3 separate regions of the Mus musculus genome follow, and regions 2 and 3 are each linked to region 1. A link is a contact called in public promoter capture Hi-C data. All regions are on one chromosome and are shown on one strand. Each heading gives the region's core, a stretch centred on a gene start, on an enhancer-like site or on the middle of the called end of the contact. The rest is flanking DNA. Distances are from core to core; before and after follow the strand shown. Region 1 holds the start of Isoc2b (isochorismatase domain containing 2b). Region 2 holds the start of Prkcg (protein kinase C, gamma). Region 3 holds the start of 3300002P13Rik (RIKEN cDNA 3300002P13 gene).

Region 1 (5,132 bases), core at 929-3,428:
GAGGATCACAAAGACCTAGCAATCTGCTGAAGGCAGCAGGGAGCTCCGGAGGGACCAGTCTAGAGGCTCAGAACGTCTCATAGCCTGACAGGCATGGTCACCATCCTCAAAGTGACGGAGACACAAACCCTCTGATCCAGAAATCTGTCCCTAAGTATTTATCTGACAGGGACCAGGTTATTATTAATCACAAGACTCTTTGACAGGGCTCTAGTGATAAAGGGCCACAAATTCCCAAATGTAGCCAGTTAGGCCACAGACACTTGCAGTCTGGCCACCTGGTGACCCATAATGCCTTACATAACAGACACTAATAATGTTTAATGACCTATGGCATCATATCCACTCTCAACCACTGTGTAGAGCAGAGAGCTTCTCATGGACTCAAGGCTGGCCAGGGACTCACGTCAACCCTCCTGTGTGAGCTGTTTAAATCCTGGGATTCTAGGTATGGAGTCACTGAGCTGTGATTAGATACATATACTTCTTTCTTCCTCTCCCTCTCTCTCTCTCTCTCAAGTTTTCCACTTTGTGGTTTGGGGTGACCTAGAACTTCTGATCCTCTAGCCTCCACACCCTAGTGCAAGAATTTATCAGCATACAAGTGATTCATGCAGTACTGGAGATCAGATTCAACACCGTTTGCCACAGAATCTTGCTAAATCGCCCAAGGGCACCTGGAATTCAACGAGCAATTCTCCTGCTGAAACTTCCGGAAGGAGTAGCTGGGATTACAAAAACTGCAGCCAGCCAAATTCTCACTGTGGATTCTTTGTAGCCAAAAACAACTGCAAGGGAGGTCTCCAACACAGACATTTAAAAAACAAAACAAAACAAAAACAAAAAAAAACCAAACAAAAACCCACAAACAAACAAACCTGCAAGGGAGGTCTCCAACACAGATAAAAAGTGCGCCAGTGAAATGAAAAGCGCAAGAACGGTATGGCAAACTCCCATCTGTGCTCCCTGAATGGCAAATGTAGATTTTTTTTTCCTTAAAAATTTCTATTTATTTATTTAGTTTCTATATGGGAGAGGGTATCCATGCCATGGGGCATATGTGGAGGTCAGAGACAAGCGAAGGAGTCATTTCTCTCTGGATCCCAAATGTGTGTGTTGATCAGATTTACTTTTAATTTTAAAAAAATATTTATTTATCTATTCCCTGTATATGAGTGCTCTGTCTACATGTATGCCTGCATGCCAGAAGAGGGCAGCAGATCCCATTACAGATGGTTGTGAGCCATTCTGGAAGAGGAGCCACTGCTCGTAACTGCTGAGCCATCTCTCCAGCCCGGACTGGGTTTATTATATGAGTGTTTGACCTGAGACTGCATAGCCACATGCATGTAGTGTCTGTGGAGGCTGGAAGAGGTAGTCGGGTCCCCTGAAACTAGATTTAAAGACGGTTGTAAACCACCGTCTGGGTGCTGAGTACCAAACCCAGGTCCTCTACAAGAGAAACCAGAGTTCTTAGCCACTGAGCCATGTCTACTCGCCCCCCCTTCTCTATTCCCCTCATAGGTTTTTAAGGCTTATGTCCCAAGGGCTGGGTTCTTGGCTTGGGAACCCATTTTTGGGAGGCACAGTGTGAAGGAAATGAGCAAGGGGGCTGGATGGAGTTCAGTGGTAGAGAGCACTTGATTTGCCTGGCTTTCATGACAGCCAGGCTCAGTTCGCCAGATTTGATCGAGATGGACTGGGGACACAGATGGGAGAGGATCCACGATGCTTTAGGGAGAGCGATACAGAGGAGCACGTAATTGTGAGAGAAGCGGGGACCACAACTCCTGGAACCAGGAATTTCAGGCTGTGTGACCCTGGGTGAGTTTCCCTTCCTCTCTGGGTCTCTTTTTTTCTCCAGGGTTAGCTCACTGGCGGGGTTGATGCAAAATTTGTCTCTAGAGAGGGTTGGGGACTCTCCCCGCGGGTCTATCCTGAGACCAAATGGAATGCCATTCCAACCCCCGAACCCGACACCCTGCAAAGCTTCCGTTTCCCGGTCTGAATGACGGGATGGTGGGTTTGCAAACAGCCAGCAAGTAACGAACCGGACTTACTCGAAGGTCCCAGGTTCGAGTTCGGGCCCCTTTTCCAAGAAGTCCCGTGACCTTTTCCCCGCTGGATTCCCACTGACCCCGTACTGGGCCTCCTTTTTGCCCTTTGTAGACACGTAGTCAGAGCCGCGGGTCTACACCCCCGCGCCGAGCCAACCAATCGGCGTTCGCCTCACTCTGTTCTACTCCATCCTGTTAATTCGATTGGTCTGAAGAAACTGGAGCAGGCGGAGAGACAGAGGGTAGGACCAATGAAAATCCACGGAGGGAGGGCCTTGGCTGAGAGCTCGGCTTCTAACCCGGAAGGAGGGTGAAGAACGACCAGAGAGCTAGAGGCTCAATCTTGGCTAGTGTAGGGTTCATGGCACCATCCACTCCATCCGGGGCGACCGGGGAGAGGTGATGCTTTCTGTAACCTAGCTCTAGGAAGGCTGAAGCACGAGTATCGCCAGTTCGAGACTAGCCGGGACTGCGTGGTGAGACCCTGTCAACCAAAACAACAGCCGGGCATGGTGGCGCAAATGTTTAGTTCCAGTAATCATCATAAACCGATGATTTAGTTAATGGTTTAGTTCCAGTACTCAGGAGGCAGAGGCAGGCATAATTCTGACTCTACAACGCGAATTCCAGAATAGCCAGTACAACACGGAAGTAAGTCCTGTCTCGAAAACCCGAAAGTCAAACTAAGAAAACAAAAGAACAAGCCTCGTAAGACATTTTCCCCCACTGCTTGCCAGTTAGCTTTTTCTCCAGGAATTCAGGACTTGTCTCCTTGGGTGGTCTATATAGAAAACTGACTCTGTACTTAGAAGTGGGGGTTAAGAGAGAGAGGATTACTTCATCCAGATATATAAACCTGGTATGGTGGCTCAGGGCCGGTAATCCCAGCGTTCTAGAAGCTGAGGCCTTGAGTTCAATGAATAAGAAAACAAAAGCTGATTACGGTGGCTTAATACCCATGACCCCAAGTACTCAGAAGTGGAGACAGGAGGATTTCTTCACCTTGAAGTTATGAGAAAAGGGCTAGGCATGGTGGCTAACGAGGACTGTAAACCCAGCACTTGGGAGGCTGAGTGTGGGTGAGGATCTTTTGGGGGAGAGATATATATATACACAGAGTTCCAGGTTAGCCTGGGCCACAGAGTGTGACACTGTCGAACAAAGAAAAAGAAATAAGGCTGGAACTGTAGCTCAGGTGGCAGAGTCCTTGCCTGGCATGAATAAAGCCTTCGCTTTAGTGCCCAGCACTGTATGCATGGGGGTGGGGTGAGGGTGGGAGAGATGGGGGATGGGATGGGACTGGGAAGGCAACCGGCAGAGGTTCAAAGTTGGTCTCCCCAGAACAGTGAACTCAAGTGCATCCTGAAACTGAGCCTCAAAAACAAAATGAGCTGAACAAAGATTAAAAACAACAAGCCAGACAGTGGTGGAGGCTCACAGTCGCCTGTAATTCTACTTCCAGGGGCTCAGACACCTTCTTCTGGCCACTTTGGCACTGAATGCATGTGGTAAGCAGACACATGGGCAGACACACACCCAAAATTTTATAAACACACACACACACGAAGAAAAGAACCAGGCATGGTGGTACATACCTTTAATCCAAGCACTCTGAAGGCAGATGCAGGCAGATCTTTGTGAGTTAGGATGTCAGCCTAGTCTACAAAGTGAGTTCCAGGACTCCCCAGAGCTACATAGTGAAACCAAGGGCAGGTGTGTGGGTAGCGGTAGGGGTTGGTAAAAAGAAAAAGAAAAGAGAAAAGAAAGGGCAAATGCCATCACTCTTGTGTTAGAGTCTATAAAGTTAATTGGCAGGTGCTGGCTTCAGTTCCCTTAACAGCTATTCACACCATGTACGTTAGTGCCGACACTGAGCCTGTGGCTCTCGCCTAGCGTAGAATGCACAACTGGGAGGTACCTGTGCCTGGCATTTCAGGAGATCCGTGGGAAGTGGGAAAGCCTGTGAAACCCATAAATAACACAGGCTCTCCCCTCCTCACCCCCAAAGCCAAAGGCAGCCCCTCCAGAGTTCCCACCCTTGTAGTCCGTCCCTGGCACAGCTGTGGATATAACTCAGATGGTGGAGCACTTGCCCAGCATGCATGAAGCTCCGAATTCAATCACAGTGCCATGCAAATCTGTACAAAAATAGAATCTGTATAATATAAATAAACCAAGCCCAGGCCCCCTTCTTGGACCACAGCCCAAAGCCTTCTAGACTCAGGGTCCACCTCTGGTCCTTTATGGGACTCCTTGTACTTTTTCTCCTGTGGTTGTTTAATATACTTTCCAGTTCCATCTATTTTCCTGTCTTTAAGAAAACAGATTTATGCTGGGCATGGTGGCACACGCCTTTAATCCCAGCATTCGGGAGGCAGAGGCAGATGGATTTCTGAGTTCACGGCCAGCCTGTTCTACAAAGTGAGTTCCAGGGCAGCCAGGGCTACACAGAGAAACCCTGTCTCGAAAAACAAAAAAACAACAAAAAAAAAAACAAACAAAAAGAAAGAAAGAAAGAAAGAAAAGAAAAAGAAAGAGAACAGATTTATTTTTATCTTATTTATGTATTACATGCCCCTGTCTCACTGTGTGCGTTTACCCATGGAGGCCTGAATGGACTTTGGATCCCCTGAGGCTGGAGTCACAGGGGGTGTTTGTGAGCCCCCTGACTGTGGTATTCGAACCTCCTCATCATGAAAGAGCAGTCACTTCTCTTAATGCTGAACCATCTCTCTAGCTGCCTCTCTCTCCCTGTTTCAAAAAGAAGTATTTGCTTTGATTTGTGTGCTGTGTGTGTGTGTTGTAGCTTGTGTGCTGTGTGTGTGTGTTGTAGCTTGTGTGCTGTGTGTGTGTGTTGTAGCTTGTGTGCTGTGTGTGTGTGTTGTAGCTTGTGTGCTGTTTGTGTGTTGTAGCTTGTGTGCTGTGTGTGTGTGTTGTAGCTTGTGTGCTGTGTGTGTGTGTTGTAGCTTGTGTGCTGTGTGTGTGTGTGTTGTAGCTTGTGTGCTGTGTGCTGTGTGTGTTGTAGCTTGTGTGCTGTGTGTGTGTGTGTTGTAGCTTGTGTGCCTTTTGCTGCTT
Region 2 (5,132 bases), core at 676-3,175, 1.6 Mb before region 1:
TATTTATTTATTTATTTATTTATTTATTTATCAGACAGATACCGTGTAGCTCTGGCTGGTCTGGAACTTGCTATGTAGATCAGGCTGGCATCAAACTCACAGAGGTCCTCCTGCTTCTGCCTGGGATTAAAAGTGTTCAAGCCCTTATTTAAACAACAACAACAACAACAAAATAGAACTGTAGCGTCCAGTGATCTGCTGCTTTAACTCGGGAAAGCAACAGAGGAAGAAGCTGTACCCCCAGTGCCCTTCACCCGTTGCCCCAGAAAACCACAGACATCAATAAATAGGCTTGCAGGTTGGTCAGAGAACTCTGTGTTCAGAAGGGTGCTTGAGGACTGACTCTAATTCCTTCACCTCCCCTGCACCTTCTGGAATTCCGACTCCACTGCGACCTCAGCAAAACCGCAAAAACGACGTGTTGCTGAACCGACACCCGCGCCACCGCAGCCGCCGGCATTGCACGCCGGGAGTAGTTTTCCTTTGCGTCCCAAGAATAGCGTACACGAGGGCCCCAACTATAAGTCCCAGAGTGCACTGAGCTCGACAGCCTCTGGCGGGCCAGGATTCCCTAGAACGGCTTCCTGCCAGAATGGATCCGTAGGAAGACTGGAACCTCAAGAAAGGCGCATCGTGGGGCGTGACCTGGGGAAGAACTCAGGGGAGGAGAGACCTGGGCGTGTGCATAGGAAATCCCAGGGTGACACTGAGTTGGGAGAACCACTCAGGTGGAGAGTCACAGGGAAACACGAGAGACACCCAAGACAGAGCATAGGGAGATCCAGAGTCAAGAAATACACTCTGCTATAGTCATAGGGAGATACGGAGGGGACAGGCCCTCAGAGATGGAGAGTTACAGGGAGACGTGGATAAAGGAGAGACCTCCAGGGCTGGAAAGCCATAGACAGAGTGGGGAGAATCCCAGAGACGGAGTCTCGGGGAGGCAAAGGAGGGAGAGACGACAAAGAGGAGAGTCGAGATTCCCCCGAAGACAGTCCCAAGGAGACACCGAAAAGGGTCAATATCCCCCCAGAGACAGTCACAGGGAAAGAAGGAGAGACCACTAGAGCCAGAGTCACATGGAACAGGGGGGGGACCGCAGAGATAAAGAGGATCACAGGGCCAAAAGGAAAAACCCTGAATGGGTCAGAGAAAAGGACAGAAGGGAAAGGCAACTACTCAGAGAAAGCGCCTTCTAGCGACAGGAAAGGAGAAATACAGAAGCAGGGAGTGACGGACATCGGGAATTTAACTAGGGAATTTAACTAGCTGAATTTAACTAGCAAAGGTGAACACAGATTAGCGAAGATCGGGAAAGGCAGGACAATGGAAATGAAAACATTTTCAGTACACCATGTGGTGCATGAGGAGAGACGTGAGCAGGAAAAAGAGAGAAGCAGAGAGGGAGAAATGGAGAGAGTAAACAGGAAAGAAGAGAGGAAAAGAGAGAAAAGAGTGAGAAGGCAGAGAGAAAAGAAACACACCCAGAGGGAGGCATAGCACCAAGCCCAGAGGCTCTAAGAGCGATAAAGAGCCTGAAGCATCACGAGGAATGAGACACTAGCCTCCGTGTCTATCAGAAAGTCCTCAGCACTAAAGACAAAGTTTCTTGATTAAAAGATTAATATGCCCAGAGACACACGGGTCTACCCCAGATTCTAGATCCTGACAAAACCTACTCATGCGGCTGAGTGGGGGAGGAAGATGGGTGTGGGGGCCAAGATGACTGACTGACTGGGAGAAAGGGGGTGGACAAGGCTCGGAGGACGTCCCCTCCTTGCATAGAGCCTGCGGAATGGAAGTGTGCATGTGGAGAGGAGGGAGGGGCATCTGTCCCGGGCGGGGGGGGGGGGCTTTAAACTGAAACCCCGCCCCTTGGTCGTCATGGCAACGCCTTCCCCCACCCCCGACTTCTACATTTCAGCAGGTGCTGAGAGCGAAGCTCCCGCCGCCGCCCGTGCCTGCGGCTCCTTGATGCCCCAGCCTTCAGCTCTGACCCCACCCGCTTTCTCCCCGGTCGGTGCTGCCCGTGCCGGGGTGTTGCTTTCTGCCGTGTGCTGTGCACCGTTAGGTGCCTTGCCCCTGTCCTTCCTATCTCAGAGTCTGCGGAGTCCTCCTACCGCCGTCCACCTGTTTCCTCGGAAAAAGGGCCAGCTCGTGATCCCTTCTGCGTTCCTGGGGCCATGGCGGGTCTGGGCCCTGGCGGAGGCGACTCAGAGGGGGGACCCCGACCCCTGTTTTGCAGAAAGGGGGCGCTGAGGCAGAAGGTGGTCCACGAGGTGAAGAGCCACAAGTTCACCGCTCGTTTCTTCAAGCAGCCAACCTTCTGCAGTCACTGTACCGACTTCATCTGGTGAGGGAAGCGGGCTAGGGGAGAGGGCTGGAAAAGGAGGGGACTTGGGAACAGTCATGTCACACTGGTCCCCAAGCGACTGAGCAGAGAGGGGCTGCAGCTCCCACTCCTGGGCTTAATGGCAGGGGGTGGAAGTCTGGGTTCCTGGGTCTGAGGGAGGAAGAGCCAGGCTGGATTCTAGGGTCCAAGGGAAAGGGAGCTGGGACTAGAAATTTTGGGTTCTCGGAGAAGGCAACTAGGACTCAGACATCTGGGTGAAATTGGGAAACTGCAAACCTATGTCTTGCAAGGTGGGAGGGCCCGGGTACCCCTCTTTGCACTGACCTTAGATCCTTGACTCTTCCAGGGGCATTGGAAAGCAGGGCCTGCAATGTCAAGGTAAGAGCTGGGACCTGGACTTCTGGGACCCCTGAGGGTGGAGGCTGGGGCCTCACAGCTGAGGCGGCTGACACACGTGTTCTGTGGTCCCCAGAGAGGCGCGGGGGAGCCCTGGGCGGGGGGGTGTGGCAGAGACACACAGCCTGTGGTGGGGAGGAAACTCTGATGGCAGGGCCACCGCGGAGGTGGTGCTGGGGGCCCCTCCCTCGGCCGGTTCCAGGTGGGGACAGATATTTGGAGAATCTGTTTCCATGGGAACAGGGAGATTTGGAAAAGGGGAGCTGAAGGGGGGAGGGGTTCAGAGATGCAAAGTCAGAGCCCCCCCCCAGACTGCCGTTGCCATGACAACACCATTCATCCTAAAGCAGGGGCAGGCCGGGTGGGGTCACTAATGGGCGGGTGGGGGCCGGGCAAGGGGGGCGAATCCTAAAACACCAGCTGCCACTTGGCTAAGAACAGAGTGACTCAAGGTGGGAGGCGGGCCGAAGCAGCACCCCCAGACTCACTTCTGTTCAAGTTGCTGCTCTCTATGTCTCCCTTGTCTAAGGATATTTCTGTTTTTTCTCTTCAAAACCTGTCTTCCTCTTTCCTTGCTTTTCTCTCTCTCTCTCTCTCTCTCTCTCTCTCTCTCTCTCTCTCTCTCTCTCTCTCTCCTTTCTACTTTCTCTGTGTGTGTGTGTGTGTGTGTGTGTGTGCGCGCGCGCGTGCGCACCCAAGCATATTGGGGGGTTGTGTTACTTTGTGTTTCTCTGTCTCTTTTTGTCTTTCTTCAAGTCTGTCTCTTGGGGTTCTAGGTCCTGCTCTCTGTGCCTCTGTGTCTGTCTGTCTCCATACAGCTCTTGGTCTGGGTCTCTCCTCTGATTTTCTCTTCATTGGACTCTCTATGTGGGAATTCCTCTGTTGGTGGTTTTCTCTGAGCTGGAATTTCTGTCTCTAATTTTTCATCTATTGGGGGTCTCTCACTTGTCTCACCCTCCCTCTGTGTCTCTTGTATTCTCATCTTTAGTCTGTAGCTTTGTGGTTCACCGCCGATGCCACGAATTTGTGACCTTCGAGTGTCCAGGCGCTGGAAAGGGCCCCCAGACGGACGTGAGTGCCCAGACACCTGGTTCTTCCTCCTCAGGCCACGTCCCCGCCCTCACCCCCTCGGCGTCCGTCCCAATTTCTCTTGCTATTTTTAAGGCTGGGAGGGGAGGGGGGCTGGAGAGATAGAAAGAGCCCAGTCTGGCCCAGATTCCTTGCCCTTGGCCTGAAAAGGGGGACTGAGAAGGGGCCTGGGAGAGGCTGGGGACATAGGTGAGGGACAGAAAGGGACACAGGGGTTGAAGAGACCAAAAGTTATCACTGGATTCATGAGACTGACATCCAGGGAAGAGGAAATTAAAGAAAATTAGAATGTGGGGGGCAGAGAGAGAGAGAGACAGAGACAGACATAGACAGAGACAGAGAGAGATCACACCGGACAGAGGTGTAGGAAAAGAAATTCAAAGCTGGGTGTCACAGCACAAGCCTAGCACATCCTAGCACATGAGAGGTGGAGGCAGAAGGATCTAGAATTGAAGGCCAGCTTTGTCTGCATAGATAGTTCTGGGCAAACCTGAGCTACATAAGACCTATCTTAATCGGGGTGTGTGTGGAAAAGGAAGTGGCAGAGATAGAAGATGGTTAGATGTTTAGGGAGGCTTAGAGAGACCCCACAGTGAACAGACACTAGGCACTCACGCGCAAGAATGCATTCAGATCCACAACCACCTCACCCTGCCCCTCCCTCTGCATAGCAGGGGCTGTTGAGCAGTCAATTCTGGACACTGATTCCTTTCTCCTCCTTCACTTTAAACCCAGCCTCCGATTCTTCCTTGTAAAATGCATCTGTAATCTAGCAGTGACCAGTGGAACGAACTGCCCATGATAAGGGAGATGTTCTCTTTCTACGGTTGCCATCAGCAGCATGCAGCCAGCACGAAACAGGGATGCTTTGAGGAACAGAAATCTAAGCTTGGTTTTCCTCAGATTGATTTAAATTTGAACAGCTACATTGTTGAACCAGGTAGCATGAATCTAGACATTTCCAATCTTACCTTAGCAGTTCAGCAGAGATTGTTTCTTCCCAGAATTTGATACAAGAAAAGAAAGAGCTATACAATTCATAGATTCATAGGGAGGTGGCAATACGGAGGCTCAGGCAGTAGCACTGTGAGTTCGAGGCCAGTCTAGGCTAAATATGGAGACACTGTTTCAAAGAAGGCCCAGGAGGCACCTGGTAGATTGTCTGTTGAAGAAAACAGAATTTGCATACAGGGTGTGAATACATAGAGCACAAATTGAGTACCAGCCCTGGGATATGCTTATTGCCTGCCTGTGCACGTGCTTGCCTCTGACACTATCTGTGTTTTATGAGGTC
Region 3 (5,132 bases), core at 1,231-3,730, 1.4 Mb before region 1:
CAGTATTAGGGAAATGGAGGCAAGAAGATCAGGAGCTCATGAGACCCTTTATCAAAAACAAACAAACAAAATCAAAGGGGGAATGAGCATTAGAGGTATGGAATTTTACAGCTTGTATGAGAGCTAGGAATCTGAGTTGAAGCTGCACCGTTGTGTACTGAATAGACTTTAGCTAGGAGGGAGGGATCAAGGGTTCTTTTTTGGACATGCCCAGTTGGTGATGCCTCTGGAAATCCAAGTCAGGGTATCAGGTAACCAGTTAATGATGATGGGAGTGGTGACGAGGTCAGGGTTGAAAATACAAGTTTTAGTAACATCAGCATTCAGAAGACATTTAATGCCACGGAACGGGATAACTTTGAAGGGTGATGTGGATAGAGTTATGACTCCGGTCAGAAATTTGGAAAATTCTAAATCATCTCTATGAGAGGGAGTGGCCTGGGTGTAGGCAGAAAGCCAGACCCTCTCACAGGGCAAAAGAAGTGTTGGTGGGGTGTATGGCTCAGTGTATAGTACCTGCTTAGAAGCCCCCAGTGAGGGGCTGGGGTGTGGCTCAGGGCTAGAGCACTTGCCCTAGGTTCAGTCCCTAGCACACACTCACACACACACACAAGGAAGGCTGGAAAGCACATAAAGTTTTAAGGAGGAGGAGGAAGTCAGCCATATGTGCCCAGTGCTACTGAGAGCTGGGAAGAGATCTGGAAGACCAGAAGCTTTATTAATGTGAACAGGGCTGATCAGCGCAAGAAGAGGTGACTGCAGTCCAGCTTCAGAGACAGAAACCTGATCCAGCATTGGGGGAGTGGTGTGTGGGAAGAAGTGGGAGACAGAATCCAAGCAGCTATCATTTTGGTATGAAAACGATACAGAACTGAGTGTAGTGGCCCATGCCTAAAATCCCAGAACTAAAGAGGCTGAGGCAGGGGGATCACCAGAGTTCAAGGCATGCCCGAGCTTCAGAAAGAGACATTTTCTTAAAACAAAAACTTGAAAGAGGGTCAGTGAGATAGCACTTGCTGTCAAGTTTGACAACCGGAGTTCAATCCGCCCCCTGGGACGCACATGGTAGAAGGAAAGAACTGACCCTGCCAGTTGCTCTGACCTCCACATATGCACCACGACACACATGCCCCTAGATCCCCACACCCCACAAAACAAATACTTTTATTTTCATTTGAAAATGAAAAGTGAAAGTGACAGAGAAGGAAAACGTATCGGCAAGAAGACAGCAAATGCACACAGAATTTCCATAGCTACTAAAGCAGATGGGATTGAGAAATATGGAGAGGTCCAGGGGCCAGAAGAGGGGAGAACAGCTCAATAGCAAACAGGGAAGAGAGCCTCGGGAGGACTTCCACAATGAGGCAGCGCTGCCCACCTTCCAGAGCCCGCTGATGACACTGTGTATCTTGCTTTGAGAGCCCTGAGCAAATCCAGTGACATTATCTTCATTCAGTAACGACAACTCAGTGCTCAGGAATGTCTTCTGAGGACTGGCTGATGCCAGTCCCCTGCCATTTCAGAACTGATTCCAACCAAAAAGTCCAGAGTGGGGCCAGCAGAGGTGGCACTTGTGTTCCAGGCACCTGGTCGTAGCAGCTGATGTACTGGAGGAGCTACCTGGGGAAGGAAGGAGTTGGTGAAAGGTGGGTCCCACCTGGGTGGTCCACAGAAGGGCTGAGAGAGGGAGTGAGGGCTAAGAATCAGACCCTGCTGTCATGCCACGTGGCTGTCCCCTGTCTGGGTCTCTGCTGTAAAAAAGGCCCCCAGGGACACACAGGCTAATAAATCCAATAAGGACAGTTGCTCTGTTTCATGTGTCCCAGCACCCTAATTCCCTAGAGTCTGTCTTTTCTACTTTCTTGGGGACTGAGGACTTGAACACTGAAACTGATCTAATGACCCTGAGGATTCTGGCCATAGGGGCCTCTTCCAGGTCTTGGAGTATAGGTTCAGACAACTCTAGGAATACAAGCCCTAGCTCTCCTTCTTCAGACCTGGAGGCCCCCCACCCCCCATCCCAGCCCTATTCCCACTCCCCTGTCCAGACTGAAGAGTCAGGTTCCAGGCCTCTCTCAGGCCCACAGTCCAGGCCTTAGTCCTCCTCCCTCAAGACCAGGAGCCTATACTGAAGCTCTGTTCCCACATACATATGAGTTCAACCCTTCTCCCTGAAACCCTCAAACTACATACCCTGCCTCTCCTCCCCCAGACTTTAAGAATCCAGACCAAGCCCACCTCCTCCAAACCTTCAGACTCAAAGAGTCCACCCCGCCCCCACCCCCAGTACTTCTTCCAAGCCTCTGGACCTCAGAATCCTGCAAGCCAACTAGGGAGCTTCCAGCCTGGACTGCTCAGGACAGAAACACAAGTTCTCTGACTTCACTGGCTCTTTGAGATCCAGATTTTGGACTTTGCAGCCTGGTCCCGGACCCTTGGGGAAACAGATCTCCCTTCGTTCGCTCTGTTGAAGACCCGGCCCCCAGCCCCTCCTTCCAAGAGGCCTCCCTCCCCCGCCCCTTGTCCCCTTAAAATACCCGGATCCCTATGGCAACAGGCGCTTGCGACAGGTGCGAGTGTTATTTACGGGTCGAGCCTGAAATAGCCGGTGGGGTGAGGGGGTGGGCGGATGGGGCGAGGCAGGGAGCGAGCGCAGCAGGTCCGGAGAGCTGACTGGGTAGAGGCGAGCAAAGCTGGACGCTTCGGAGGCATCGCGGAGCTGGGGCCGGCGTGGCGCAGAGGCAGGAGAGCTCAAGGGACCCGTGCCCGGGAGACCCGGGTGGGAAGTCCAAAGGGAGCGCGGGACCCTGAGCTGAGTTTGGAGCGATCCTGGCCGAGCAGGACTTGGGAGCCCGGGGGAGGGGGAGCCGAGTAACTGCAGACAGACTGACTGAGAGTCCCTTTCCAACTCCTGTGTCCCCCAGGGTATTTTGCCTTGGTTTTCTAAGCCAGAGTGTAGACCACAGTGCCTTGGTCTGAGCCCTGTCCTGACTACAGAGAGTCCCCAGCCTCTTTTTCTGGACCTCATTGTGATTCTCAGCCACTGTAGGAGACCTGGGCTCTTTTTTGAGTAGTCCCTGGCTCGCCCATACCCCCTCGAATTCCAGTGGGGTCCCAGATTTGCTGTGAATACTGGAGCTTCCACTTGCCTCTCTCAGACTTGGAGCGATTTCTAACTTTACCAGTGAAATCCCAATTCTAACTTTTGTATAGCCCAAAAGTGTTCTGAGATTCCTCCTTTCTCAAATTCTGAGCCAGAAGAAATCTAAACTATATCTCAAACACACGAAAAACCTCAGCTCCCCTCTTTTCAAGGGAAAACTGTGAGACTTACGGGAGACCCCATCAGCAACCTTTGGAAACTGGGCAAGTTTTCCCTTGGGCTCCTCAGTTTTCTCATTGGCTAGGTAAACCTCAGAGTAGCCTAGCTTTTTCTCTAGGCCTCACCTGTGCCACGTTCATGTGCATAAGCCCTGGTAGCATCCTTAGGCCAAAAATATAGTTAGTTTCTCTTCTCAGGGGCAAAGGCCTCCACTCTTGCATTTGGGGCTCAGCTTTTTCTCATTCCCGATCTAGTTGACACTGAGCCTACTACTTCCTTTGAAAGTCTAGGCCCTGCCCCCTGCCCCTTAGGACCCGCTGCACAGGTCTTTCTGACTCCTTGAGGCTCGCCTGAGCTCCAGCGGATCCCATCATCATGATGTGGTCTAACTTCTTCATGCAAGAGGAAGACCGACGCCGGACAGCTGTGGGCCGGCGTCGTGCCCAAGAACAGCAGAATCTCGGCTTGACTCCGGAGCGAGAGGGCAAGATCAAGCTGGGGTTGCTGGTGGCAATCGTGGGTGCTACGCTGGCTGTGCTGGCTGTGGGCACCGAGTTCTGGGTGGAACTCAATACATACAAGACCAATGGCAGCGCCGTCTGTGAGGCCGCCCATTTGGGGCTGTGGAAGGTGTGCATCAAGCGACTGTGGCAGGCGGATGTGCCCGCGGGCAGGGAGACCTGTGGCCCAGCTGAGCTGCCAGGAGGTGAGAGGCTGTGTTCTGAGCCCAGATCTGTGTCCCACAGTCAGGGAGAAAGAAACTTTTGTCTGGGGGAAACTTTTGTCTTGTTCTTATCCCCCAAGAATGTTTGTGCCCAAATCAACCTGTGCTCACAGAAACTGGAGAGAAAGGGGGCGGGGAGAGTGAGAGATGTTCAGGGGTAGCACATATCCCTAATTAGCATATGCCCTAAAGAAACTTGTTTCTTAAAGTTTGCCTTCTAGCTGTGGCCTATGCCCCAGACCAGCCTGTACCCCTCAGACAGCCTGTGCTTCCAAACCCAGCTGGTCCCCTCAGAACAACAGCCTGTATACACCCCCGCCAACCCGTATCCCCTAGAACTGCCTGAATTCCCCACCAGACAGCCATGCACCCACAGACAGCCTGTGCCCTTAACTAGAAGCCTGGAGACATCCCACATTCCCATTCTGTGTGCCTCTGTGGAGACAGACCACCCTACGCCCACCCGGAAGTAAAAAAAAAAAAAAGTTCTATGTTGATTCTCTGTTTTCAGATACAATCAACTGAAGTTCTTACCAGGTCTACTCACCGCTCTGGGTGCACTTTGTACCTCCTTAGAAATGTTTATTTCCAGTTCCTCTCGCCTTGACATGGTCGGGACAGACATTACAGCCCTCCTCCCTTACTCTACAGACACTCCACACCCCTCATGGAACCCGGTGGTTCCTCTGCTCTCAGCTGTGCCTCTTACTCTCTGACAAAACATGCTATGCCCTTTGCTTAGTGGGATAATCTACATTCCCCTAGGAACTGGATATGTGTTTATTTTACCTCTTTTGACACCCATCAAACCCACTTTGGTTATATTAGCTTGATGAGATCTTTGCCATGCTGGTCCCCAGCATGTACCCAGTATTCTCAGGACCCCTCAAGAACATCCTTCACCTTCATCCTTCACTCCCTCTGGGCTCTGGATGGATTTTTTTTTCATTCCTCAATTCCTACTTTTTCAGATGTGATATGGAACCCAAAATAGGATGTTCTAAGCCTTTGATAGCTAAGTGGAATGCCTTCACTGTCTGTGGCCTGAACTACCTGTCTGTCCTGATCAGCTATCTTAAACAGTTT

Evidence for each region. Promoter capture Hi-C pulls out the DNA fragments that hold promoters and counts their contacts.
Region 2: a contact with region 1 is called in a promoter capture Hi-C map of pre-B cells, with 4 times the contacts expected there. The contact joins the promoter of Prkcg here to the promoter of Isoc2b in region 1. A contact is called at or near these places in 3 of 39 promoter capture datasets (hippocampal neurons, liver and pre-B cells) and 2 of 115 datasets of contacts at active chromatin or transcription factors (astrocytes and embryonic stem cells).
Region 3: a promoter capture Hi-C map of hippocampal neurons shows a contact between it and region 1, with 4 times the contacts expected there. The contact joins the promoter of 3300002P13Rik here to the promoter of Isoc2b in region 1. A contact is called at or near these places in 2 of 39 promoter capture datasets (hippocampal neurons and second pharyngeal arch cranial neural crest).

What each region holds. Positions count from the first base shown.
Region 1 is chr7:4,864,001-4,869,132 of GRCm38.p6, forward strand. Isoc2b (isochorismatase domain containing 2b) reads right to left here and starts at 2,179. Exons shown (of 6, transcript NM_026158.2): 1 at 2,061-2,179.
Region 2 is chr7:3,301,607-3,306,738 of GRCm38.p6, forward strand. Prkcg (protein kinase C, gamma) reads left to right here and starts at 1,926. Exons shown (of 18, transcript NM_011102.4): 1 at 1,926-2,353; 2 at 2,700-2,731; 3 at 3,738-3,820. The coding sequence starts at 2,184.
Region 3 is chr7:3,420,965-3,426,096 of GRCm38.p6, forward strand. It overlaps 3300002P13Rik (RIKEN cDNA 3300002P13 gene), which reads right to left and starts at 2,481. Exons shown (of 2, transcript NR_126426.1): 1 at 2,310-2,481; 2 at 701-1,620. Cacng6 (calcium channel, voltage-dependent, gamma subunit 6) reads left to right here and starts at 3,698. Exons shown (of 4, transcript NM_133183.2): 1 at 3,698-4,028. The coding sequence starts at 3,698.